Linked DNA regions of Siniperca chuatsi: region 1 is linked to region 2. Evidence: chromatin contacts called from public Hi-C data. All regions are on one chromosome and are shown on one strand. Each heading gives the region's core, a stretch centred on a gene start, on an enhancer-like site or on the middle of the called end of the contact. The rest is flanking DNA. Distances are from core to core; before and after follow the strand shown. Region 1 overlaps vwa8 (von Willebrand factor A domain-containing protein 8). Region 2 overlaps dgkh (diacylglycerol kinase eta).

Region 1 (5,868 bases), core at 3,297-5,796, 96 kb after region 2:
ACTCCTTCCAAAGGCAGTATATGTTTAGAATCAGGAAATGGGGTTTGCCTTCTCTGAATAGCTCGACCGGTCCTCAGTACAGTAGTGTGTATGTCAGGAATGGGAGGCCAGAAGGAAACCATTAGTGTGAAGCAGGGCGGCCGGGACCAAGGCCAGCTCCCCTGTGGCTCCTTCTCATAAAACTCAATTGAAGATGAAGCCTAGTGCGTCACAAACAAAAGCCTTTTGCACAGTTCACCCAATACACACTATATATACACACGCACACACACACACACTGATATAAATGTAGGAAGCACACAAATGCAGAAGCAGATACGGACAATATGTCTATCTCAATTGAATTGAAGTGCAGTGTTCACATTAGTCGAAGTCAACAGGACATCAGCACTCAGATCCAGGTGGTTCCACCTGGAGAAGAGCACCCCCCTGCTGGCTGTGGAAGAGCAAAACGTTATTCAAAAATGATTCACTGTGTACAGTGTGCAAGGTCCAAATTAAGGATGGCAGTATAACTGGTATACTTTGCACAGCAGTAGAGATATGCACCAAAGTATGGATTTGGCTATACTTTGTCTTTATGGTATAGAATGTAAATGAACTAACTGCATCAAGAGTGTCAGTGCAACTCACTCATTGAGTTGTAACTGTAGAGATTTATCAGAATCAGAATCAGAAATACTTTATCGATCCCCGTAGGGAAACTCTTTGTTACAGTAGCTCGTCTTTACGTCAGTGCACACAGGAGAAAGTACTAGAAAACGATATGATACACATATGCTGAAGCAAATGCACATTTGCAAAGTAAGAAGATGTGCATGAAGAAGTGGAGACAGCAGCAGCAAGATCAAACAATAAGGAAATGTGCGCAGGCATGAGGAATGTACACAGGTAGCTCTAGCTGAGGTATAAAAGAGAACAAACTATGCAGAAATTGTTGATTGAGTCATTTACTAGTTGTTATGTTATCCATGCTACAATTGTATTTCTAAAGATATGTCCATGTACACTGTTTACAGAGGCAATGGTAAACATGAATCCCCTTAATGTAATACCATGCCACGAACATTTCACCATAACAAAAATCCTGACGTTGTCGTGAGAAAGTGGAGCAAAGAGCACACACAAATACGCTCCCAAAGACTTTAACTTTAACCACGTCTCTCCCCAAAATCACTCTAAACTTAAAACGTTTCTGTCTCAGAGTCTTGTACTGCATTTAAATCACATTTGAAAATATGAGGAAAAAAAAAATACCATGAATGTATAAGGCTAAATTCCAATACTCAAAATATAAAAATTTTAGGTCATACTGTCATGGTCCATATTTGATCAGAGTCAAAAGATCAACCATAAGTTGAAAGAAACGTACGTGAACAGCATAGTTGCAAAAATAATAATAAAGGGAGCGTTCATAATCAAATCTAAGATGAGCATTTATTGCATTAAAGGGACAGTTCATCCCAAAATCAGCGATGTCTCTATCCAGAAATCATGACCGGTTCTTTCTACATGAAACTGCTCACAACAAGGTCTGTGGATTATCTTGAGTAACCGGGTCCTGATTTCTGCTGTTGAGTTTTTCAAATGTAGTTTGACTCTTTGAGCTCCACAAGCCGAGTGCCATGCAGTCCCATTATAATTTTAAAAAATGCAGACATCTCCACGGCCGATATCTCCAAAACTCTGCAACTCACACCAAAACTATCTAGATGGATAAACAGCTCTACAGGTGAGAGCAAAAATATGTATTTTTGATTTTGGGGTGAACTGTCCCTTTAAGTAAATTACATAATTCAATCATTCATTTCCTCCCTCTGTCGATGGAAATGTGTTCTATTTATGCTGGTGAGGATTTTTTTTCCTGGCATGTGATTTGCATTGTTATACTAGTAACATAATAATCAACAATCTGCTTTCTGGAGGTATAATCATATTTTAATGTTATAACATTTTATTCTGAATCCAGTCTTTTCATTCCACTTTCTGTCTGTCAATCAATTTGTCTCTCTGCCAGAGTAACACAGTGCTCCATGTGGACATGGTAACAGGCGCCGTGCGAAGGCTCACGTTGTCTCCGGACAGCGATCAGCCCTCCACCAGAGCCTCGAATTGGTGGAACAGTAAGGAACAACAGGTCAGAAGTTTCAGTGTCTCCAGAGAGGCTTGTGGCTCTCGAATGCTCAGGGATCATCTCCACTATAGACATAGACTAGACACGTTACTTTTTCCCCATGTGTCCAGTTTTACAAAAGGACTAGTCAACGTTTACACTTTACATATTTGTTTTTGGTGATGAATTAGTATGCATGATCCTGATCAGAATGTTAATGTTTTTCAAAGGGTTGGTGCAGATTATATTTCGAGGAGTGAAGAATAATCACAGAACAAATCATTCCAATGCAGTGTTTGAAATTAACGTGTTGTGTGTATTGATTGTTGGTCGCAGGGGGGGCATAAAATGTGTCATGACTTTGCCCACAAAAACTGGCTTCTCTTCTATAAGGAGGATGGGTAAGTTACTCTGATCTAAACTAGATCTTCCACAACACTATTAAACAGCATCAGTCATACGACGGTATTAATCGCTGACCTGTGTGCTTGTGTTTGTGTGTGCAGCAACCAGCTGGAGGTGCTGGATATGCTGGAGGGCAGGGTTCACTCCATCTCCCTTCCCATCAACCTGAAGTCTGTTTTCCTCGTGGCAGAGGACCGCTGGCTACTGCTGGAGAGCAACACCAACAAGTAAGTAAGGGACGGATTTCAAATCTCTCTGAGGATCTTAAAGTTTGAATTCAGTTATAATGCAGCATACTGTATGTGTCACTGAACAGGAAGTTCCTGCTGACCAAGCCCATGCATATGGCAGCTGAAGACTCTGGAGTGTGTCAGCTCCACAGCATCAGTGAGGACTCAGTCAGCTCAGGCCATGGAGCCAGTACAGGTATATATAATGATAAGGACATTTAGGATGGACATCCCATAGCTCTAAACAAAGGTTGACAGGGCTTTTATGTTCTGTCCAGCTGTTCTGTAGCACTTGTTAAAGACACTATGTCAACCCTATTAACAAAACCAAGCAGGCAGACATCCTGAGAAACAGACTGGTGCCCTAGACAGCCAAATGTCTGCCGTGACAAGACCTCTAAGCTTACCTGTCAACTGGCCTTTAGTCAAACCAAAAATATCAAGTGAACCATGCATATTTCAATCAATATTAAACTTTCATACGACTCCACTTCACAGTTAGTGAGGCCAAAATGTGAAGTAATAAGCAATGTCCAACAATCTAGACTGAATTAGTCCACGAAGGTCATAAGTCACTGTAATAAGTCAGTGGATCTAACTGAGGACGGTGCACTGTATTGTAATCTAAAGAAGAAATATATGAGCCCTTAAGAGGGTTTCTGCAGTGAGCTCATTGATATAGTAGACACTGGATCTCTCACATGAAGTACGATGCTACAGACCTCTCCAGAGCTCTTTTCATACAACTGCAATGTCTGGTACGTTAACAAAAATTTCCTTTCCTGTTTCTTTCTCTGTTCCATCATGCTCTGTTCGGCCCCTTCACTCCCACCCTCCCAGCTGAGGTGTCCGTACCCCAGATGCTGTCATGTGAGCAGCTACCCAACGAGAACCTCAGCGCCGCTCTGGACCAGAAGATTGTTTCACCTAACCGTGTACTGACCGACACCGGCTCCTTTGCACGGGTCATTGTGGGCTTCCCAGACCTCATGGTGAGATTATAAAATGTAGTAAAAAATTGTGGGTCAATGTTTGGGACACATAAAGCTTTTGTAGATTTGAACTAATCATTTGACATTACATCTGCACAGGACAACATTTTCCTGTGACATTTTCATGTCAATTTCAGGTGTGTGGTATGACCACTGGTGTAGTAGCTTGAAGATATCTCTCCATCTACAGAGAAGATTAGACAAAATAGGAGACATTTGCACTTCATTAGTATCATATTACATGTTTTTAGTGTTACTGAAGTACTTCAAACTAGTTATTCAAGTTATTTTCCACCATTTTTTCAAGTTTTCTTGTGCAGCTTTAGGGAGCAACACTTGAAGGGTGGCAAAGTTATTTAGTGTTAAACCCTGTTGCCCTGCAGCAATATGGAACATACTTTTTGTTGTGGAGTTTATATGCTCTCACTGTATTTACGTACTGTAGGTTTCCTGCCGTTTTCCATTTTACTCTTTTGTACCAAAGACATGCTAGTCAGGTGGATCAAAGACTCATAACAGGGCATAGATATGAATGTGTGTCTGTGTATCAGTGTTAACCCTGCAAGTGGAGTGGGGCCCATTCAGTATGTCCCTGCTGTCAGTTTAATGTATTCCTGAAAAAAATTCAATGAGTAGAGAACATAAATGAAAGCTTGGTTGAATGAGGTACTCTAGTGTGGATGCTAGAACTGATGAATATTAATATACTCACAACTAGGCCAAACAGCTGTGTGCTTGATATATAAGTAGTGATATTTTCCTCTTGATTTCTTTTCTTGTCCAGTCCCCTAACGAGGTGTACAGCTTTAAGAGGCCTGTTGACCTGTCAGGGATGAAGAGTGCTGAGAGTGGGGCTCACATGTTCCTCAGAGGTGGGCTTCGGTCCAGCACGGCCAAACAGGAGAATTGTGTCAGTCTGCTCTCAGCCAATCAGGTGGTCCGAGCACTTCCACCCAACAAGGTGCCCCTGAAGGAGGTCTACCCCAAAGGTCAGAGTTCATAGCATTCACACAATTCAAACAGAGAATGTATTCAGTGTGTGCAGACTTGTTTTCCTGTTTGTCTCTCAGATGTCACACCTCCAATGACAGCGGCGTACCTGGAGGTGACTGATCTGAACTCCAAAAAAGTCAAATATATTCCTGTTCCAAGGTAAACACAGCACACCTGTTTGTTACTGTGTCTCACTCTGCAATACTTTCACAACAAGAACATCATTTTGCATCTTGTAGCACCAGCTAGTGGTCAGAGCCAGCATTGCACTGAGAAATACTAATGCATTGTCTCTATACTGTATGTTTTACTATTGCGTTTTTAAATTTGCAAAACTATTATTTTATGATTCTTGGTATCATTAAATGCGTATGTATCACCAAAGAATGAAATGTGTATAAATCAACCTTTACTCTTGTAAAACATACAAAAATATCTGCTCCTATTATTTGTAAAAAGGCAGTAGACATTTTGATCATTTATCCTGTCTTGCTGTTACAGTACATGTTCTGTGTAAGTTAGTGCCGTGTCTTTTGTGATTTTGCCTCATTCCATTTTGCATACAAGTTTTTTCCTGCCCATCTAAATCAAAGTGGGCCACATTAGTGTATTTGTTTGACCATTTAAGCCAAGTGGGGGAAAAAGCCCATTTTGATAACAGTGTAAGCATCAAAATTCAGACACATATAATCAAGGTCATCATGTTGAGCTAGGGAAAACCCCGGCATAGCTAACGTTTTTTTGACAGACAACATATTTTTCACATTTGAGGAAAGTTTAAATGTTAAATCGAGTGAAAGTCTTGAAGCCCTTTTGATGACTTCTCTAAGTGACTGCGTTTTCCACTTTCCTGCATATTTGTGATTGGCAGGTCAATGACTGTGTCGCCTTACACCAGCTGGTTGTCCAAGGTGTCAGAGTCTGATGTGCTCATAGCTGCTCTGGGTTCTGGAGGTGTGGTCACAGTGGATATGGGTGGGTACGTCCGGCTCTGGGAGACAGGATTGGACACCCTGCAGCGATCACTGATGGAATGGAGGAATATGATTGGGACGGAGGATGGTAGACCTTTACAGGTAACATCACAACTTTGTTAGAAATGGTCTTAAAAGCGTCTGTGGATACCTCAATGTTG
Region 2 (5,859 bases), core at 2,479-4,978:
GAGTAAAAGTAAAATAAAGTCATGAATATAACGATAAAGTCTCCATAATAATAACAATGGATTATATATAGGTATATAGCGCTCAAATATACTCAAAGCGCTGACAGTGAAGAGGAGAAACTCACCTCAACTACCACCAATGTGTAGCACCCACCTGGGTGATGCACGGCAGCCATTTTGCCATTACAGCCATAATAACTCACCAGAGAGACTCGGCCCAACAGAAGAGACTCTGTCTCGTTGTACAGAGCCTTGACAGTGCTGGCCACCTCTATCGCTGTGTTTCTGGTCAGACTCTGGAAACGAGACACAACTGTTATTTAGTATACAGTATTTACAACAACAACAGTACAAGCATATTTTCTATAACAATTCTGGAAGCTGTTTCTCATTTTGAGCATTTGAATAGCTTCGCTTCATGTCAAAACAGGTTCAGTCAAACTAGACTTTTCAGACTAGTTTCAAACAATCAAAGTGAGTGCACCTAAAACTGATGGCATGAGCTTGTTTTAAAAAGCTAACAATACAGGTAATTCACAGGATCGCAGAATGCCACATAATACTACATAATAACACATATAGTATTGGCTTTTGTTGTAAATGACATTTTTAGATTTTCTTCAAAATTGAAATATTGGTCTTGGTTTTTTAAATTCAATTTTCACTAACTGCTAAGTTAGAAAAAACATTACTTAGAACAAAAGACATTATCTTTGGCGTGACTATTTTAATTACAGAACCTACTTTACATAAAACAACACTGGGTAATGGTCCTAAAATACACATTTTTATATCTACATTTTTATTTATTTATTATTATTTTGTTTTGTTTGACTACTGCTTATAGCTTAGCCTGTAAATGTATGACTAACTCTTTGCATAGACACACACACACACACGCACGATTAGTCTGTAACACCATACATAGAGAAAGATATTAAGTAAAAATCACCCCTTAAACAATTTGACTCCTCTCTAAGACCCTCAACTTTAGATAAACAATGTGTGCAACAGGTTTAACTTAAACCTTAGACTCAGTGACCTCTAGAGGCAAGTACGTGATATGTTTTATTTACAAGGCACAACAAGTGGGTTTACCGTTTTCTTGAGACCTGTTCAAGAAAACATGGCTTTAAATTGTCTTAAACTCTAAAAAGCAGCTAAGCAAACGACACAGAAACATTCCAGTGCTCATCCTAGAATGAAAACCGCTATATGTTGTGTGATTCATGTTGATAGCTGACCTCTGGGAACTTCGGGTGTGTTTTGTTGATGGCGTGAGATGAGGCATTAACAGCATGAGCCAGCTCCTGCTCTAAAAGCCCATTGGTCTTCGCAGCCTCACATATCCTGTGAATAGACAGAGCACATGTCAGTGGGCACGATTCATGATAAAAAAAAACTAAATGGTGATTTCCTGGATTCTTCATATATCTGTAAAGCCTGTGGACTTGCAGAGTGAGACATGATATTCATGGGAGGACATGTTTACCTTGTAATGAGCTCCTCTGCAGCTCGAGCGCACATCTGCACCAGGGCGGCCTCCTCCTCTGTAGCCAGATCCACAGACTGCTGTGGGTAGAGGTGAGGCCGCAAAGGAAGCTTATCATACTTCAACTTGTCCTCCCATGACTTCAATGTGTTCTCAAACGCCTGCGGGGGAAAATCAAAGAATAAGCATATATCATGTAACACAATTCTTGGAAAGCTTTGTCCATCTACCAGCATGACTCTCAACCAAAGCCCAACCTCCTCACTCATGTTCATTTTATTCTCCAAACTTTTCAGACACCTACTGCTCCTCACTGAGCTCCACTTCCCCTCCCTCCCTCCCTCTTTCTCACCCGGTCTCTGGTGAGCATCTGAGCTCTGTTCTTGTGCTGGATCTTGATGACTCCAGGCGGTTGGATCCAGGCCTCACCGTCCACCTGAATGGGAACCCCCTCGTCGCCCAGGATCGTAATCTTCACTGTTCGACACTGATTCGGGCAGAGAGGCTCAGATTAGATGCCCATATTCTTATATATATGTGTATTTTCTTTTCATATAGTTTGTAGTGTCTGTTCTCACCTGTGCTATGCGGTGGTGTTGCAGTTTGATGACTCTGGACACAGCCATCTGCATGCTCCCAAACACAGCCACAACTTCCAGGATCTTATCATCAAATGACGGGGCGCAGAAGATCTGCACAACACAATAATGACATTCAGGAAGTGTATGCGCAGTACCATGTTGCATCTATTGATTGTGTACTGTATAACCAATCATTTAAATCTCTCTTAAAGGCTTAGGCTGGCTATTCTTTATTTTGTCATGAAAAGACTCAACAATGCGATAATCTGTCACTCAGTACTTTTTGACTTCCCTCTGTGGCACTAAGTCCCAAATCCATTTGTTCCTACTGAAGATGTACATTTGCCTGTACAATTAATAGGAAAAAATTCACAATTTAAATCGCTATCACAATATTGGGTAGCAATATTTTCCGTAGTCTATGGCACATCAGATTTTGGCTCCACAGGATTAATTCATTGTTGGCTTTGGTCTGGTCATGACATTTGTTGTCAATAAGAAAATATGAAATATCACCAGCCTTATCCTTTAATGTAATTGTGATATGGGTTCACAAATCCTCCCTATCTCTATATTTGTAAAAAGAAAAAACCTGCCTCAAAGGAGACATTTTGCCCTGTCAGCTCAGTTTAGCTGGAGCCTGAATGAGAAATGAATTGTTTCTGAAAGAAGAGGCTTCCAACAATTCTGGTATTGATCTCTGCCAGCAAACTGCCCGTGAAAAGGTCAAAGCAATGAGGAGTCAGCATCTGCCCAAATACATAGAGAGAGTGGCTCAGCAAAACAAAAAGAAGCTGGATAGGTAACATTTCCCCCCAGATGAAATGATCAAAGAACATGATCAGATGTGTTGTCGTGTGGAGCCTAGGCCACTAGATGGAAACCAAAACACGTTCAACAAAAAGTTCTGTACTGCATTTAGTGCTAAAGTAGAGGTGGTAACATGTTGATCAGTGACAAAAGCGAGATATGTAACTTTATCACCAGTTGTTGGTGTCAATAATGTATATTTCAACTATTTTCAAATAAACTCAATCTTTGTTTTATAGTGAAACTACAGATCAGCTGCAATGTGTCAAAATGAATGATTAGACTGCAAAACAAGTCTATTCAAAACAAAGAGAAAACTTTGATTGTAATGTGTGTGTGTGTGTGCACATGATGACTAAGTTTAACTAAATGTCCTCTCCCTGTTTCGGTTTCCTCCTCTCCAGCAAAACAGTTACATAACGGCAAATGCACATACCATATGTGTGTGTCCAAGGGTAACCTCTGCAGGGGCTCACTAAGGGGTGTGTGTGTGTGCATGTGCAAACTAATCCCTCAGCAGGCCTTGTGCTCTGGGCCTTAAACAAACAAGCACAACTATCTCTCTAACCATCCCTCCCCCTGCACCTCCAGGCAGTCAGGGTCATGTTAAACCAGGATCCAGGCTGTCTTTCCCCACAGTTAACAACAGAGAAAACAAGAGAGAACAAGTGAGAGACAAAAAGAGAGAGGTGGAGCCTCAATCCAAGGAGTCTGGCCAATTTCTGATATTGGCTTGAGGAGGAAAACACCCATTTTCTTCTCCAAAGGTGATCTAAGTCCATCCACTTCCAGCAGGATGGAACATTACGCAGAGTTCAGTGAGAACATCTAGTGTACTATAAATGTACTCACATCATCCTCTTTGGTGCCTCCCCAGAAGTTGGTCCCGCCTGCGTAGCTAGGAATGTTTAACACTGCGATCCCCTGAAGGCTTGGCAGTGGGATGTACTGGCCGTCACACTGGGAAAGACAAATAATAACCAGGCAGAGCTCAGCTGGACCAGTAAGTGACAGGAGCAGGGAAGGTACATGTGTCTGTAGGAGAAACTCAGGGTGTCTGCAGGTTTCATGACCATCAAATCTAATATATTTTACTAACTTTCATTGCTACCTTTATCTAACTGCAAGGCCAGTTTCACAGCAAAAGAAAAGAGTCATAAAGCTGTAAAAAAAAAAAAAAAAAGATTTCTGATTGAACAAATGTCTGATGTATAAATGGGCAATCTAAGACTGGCAATAACATTGACACCATTCCTGTATACCCTAATTAGTAATGTCTAAGCAGGCGTTTTGCCGTGCTAAAACTATACATTTCATGGTATTTGCCTTATTTTGTCTACCTTAATATCCAACTCTGCCTTTAGTAAATATCACTATTTAATTGTAGCTGCCTGAAAATGAAATTTTGTTGAAAATAATTCTGTACAACATTGTTAATACCTTTGTGCTGTATGGTATTTTGAACAATTTCAAATTTTTAAAAGGGTTTAAACTTAAACAGCCTCCCGAAGCCAGAAGACTATTTTTTGGCGGGTGACATCAATAAATGACTCTCCTACACCTGACTAGATGAGCACACCATCCACTGGGCTGTAAGTGTTTTTTCAGACTGGAGAAGCATGGCAGCTGTTTCTGAATAAATTTGAGGTGAGAAATAAGATGGGCAGTTGCAGAATCATGCTTCACCTTACATCTACAACACTTAGATAGTGTTTCAAGAGATTCAAGAGTGTTGAGAAGTGGTGAGTCACATCCTCACTAAATCACCCCACACCGTGCTTATTGGTCCTGCCCACAGCTGCCTGGGTCTACAGATCTCCAGTAGATGTTTCTTTAGACTAAAGTCATAGTAAAATCTGAGCATGCAACATGCAGTCTGATTTTCCAGACTTTTTAAGTAAAAGCAAATGTTCTCTGCTGTTCTTCTGTCCTTTCTCACCTCTAGCTGGACCTTCTGCTCCAGGTTCTTGTAGGTTCTCTGCAGAAGCTCCTTTGTGCCCAAAACACCATACCACATCATGTTCTTGGTGCGACTCCTGTGTAGGAGGGGAGCAGAGGGTGAGATTAACAGTGTGGTGAAAATGGAAAGGTTTGTGAAATGAACTGAAAAGATCTTAAACTGTGCTGGAATTGAATGGTTGTTTGACAGAGTTATAAACCACCCAGACACTAGTACTATAGCCTACAGAGATTATATTTCTTTTTTTAAGAGTCAGAACACAAGAAAACAAGCAATATCAGCTTTACTAATGATAATATATGTAGTACATCTGGCTGAATATGCACCTCAGCCAACTGAATGCCAGTGACTTCTGAGCTTGGACACTTCCATCTTGAGAAATGCTTGGTAAATACAAATGCAGGCGACAGAGCAGCTTTCACTGATAAAAAAAACAAAAACATTCCCTTGATGGCTGATTGCCAATAACAATATCTGTTGCTCAATGGCTGACAGATGCCTGGGGGTAAGGGAAATGTGTCTCACCTGCATTTCTCTGGATGCTCCTCTCGCTTGTTGTTGAACTCCAGGGAGATCTTGGCATCCAGGCCGATGCCAAAGTAGTTGTTCATCACACACTTCTCCATGTAGCCCTCTCTGGGTGGAAAAACAGCCACACAAACAGACTAAGTAAGCTGAAACTCACACACAAACATATCAAGGACAAACAGAAACACAGAGAGAGAGAGATGTGGATATAGATTTGCACATGACTGGCCAGAGAGAGAAAGATGAGAAAACACAGTAGAACCAGAAAGATTTTCAAACAGACAAACGGCGACAAAAATGGGAGGAGACACACGAAGAGAAACGGCTCTCACAGTGAGTCGAGGTCGGGGTCGATGAAGGGTGTGGCACCAAAGGGGTCGATGTTAGCCAGCAGCATCTTGCTAATGATGGAGCTGCCAGCGATGGAGGCAGCCAGACCTGCCCGCAAGCCTGCACACACACACACACACACACACACACACACACAG

The links. Hi-C and Micro-C count contacts between places; a contact is called where the count stands out from the background.
Region 1: a Hi-C map of liver shows a contact between it and region 2, with 5 times the contacts expected there. The contact joins two enhancer-like sites. A contact is called at or near these places in 3 of 3 Hi-C or Micro-C datasets (liver, skeletal muscle and an unstated tissue).

Annotation. Positions count from the first base shown.
Region 1 is chrLG12:26,639,620-26,645,487 of ASM2008510v1, forward strand. vwa8 (von Willebrand factor A domain-containing protein 8) reads left to right here. Exons shown (of 45, transcript XM_044216782.1): 30 at 2,018-2,137; 31 at 2,450-2,514; 32 at 2,620-2,745; 33 at 2,835-2,944; 34 at 3,589-3,740; 35 at 4,525-4,729; 36 at 4,811-4,892; 37 at 5,605-5,809. Among protein-coding and RNA genes, the nearest start is that of LOC122885508, 46 kb to the right of the region's middle. Within about 2 kb of position 4,547, the one cell type or tissue checked has an H3K27ac peak away from gene starts, as active enhancers do. A contact at or near this core is called in liver, where this site is marked.
Region 2 is chrLG12:26,543,968-26,549,826 of ASM2008510v1, forward strand. It overlaps dgkh (diacylglycerol kinase eta), which reads right to left. Exons shown (of 31, transcript XM_044216877.1): 19 at 5,704-5,821; 20 at 5,369-5,479; 21 at 4,823-4,919; 22 at 3,736-3,843; 23 at 2,071-2,184; 24 at 1,845-1,979; 25 at 1,493-1,653; 26 at 1,245-1,350; 27 at 204-296. Among protein-coding and RNA genes, the nearest start is that of akap11, 14 kb to the left of the region's middle. Within about 2 kb of position 3,729, the one cell type or tissue checked has an H3K27ac peak away from gene starts, as active enhancers do. A contact at or near this core is called in liver, where this site is marked.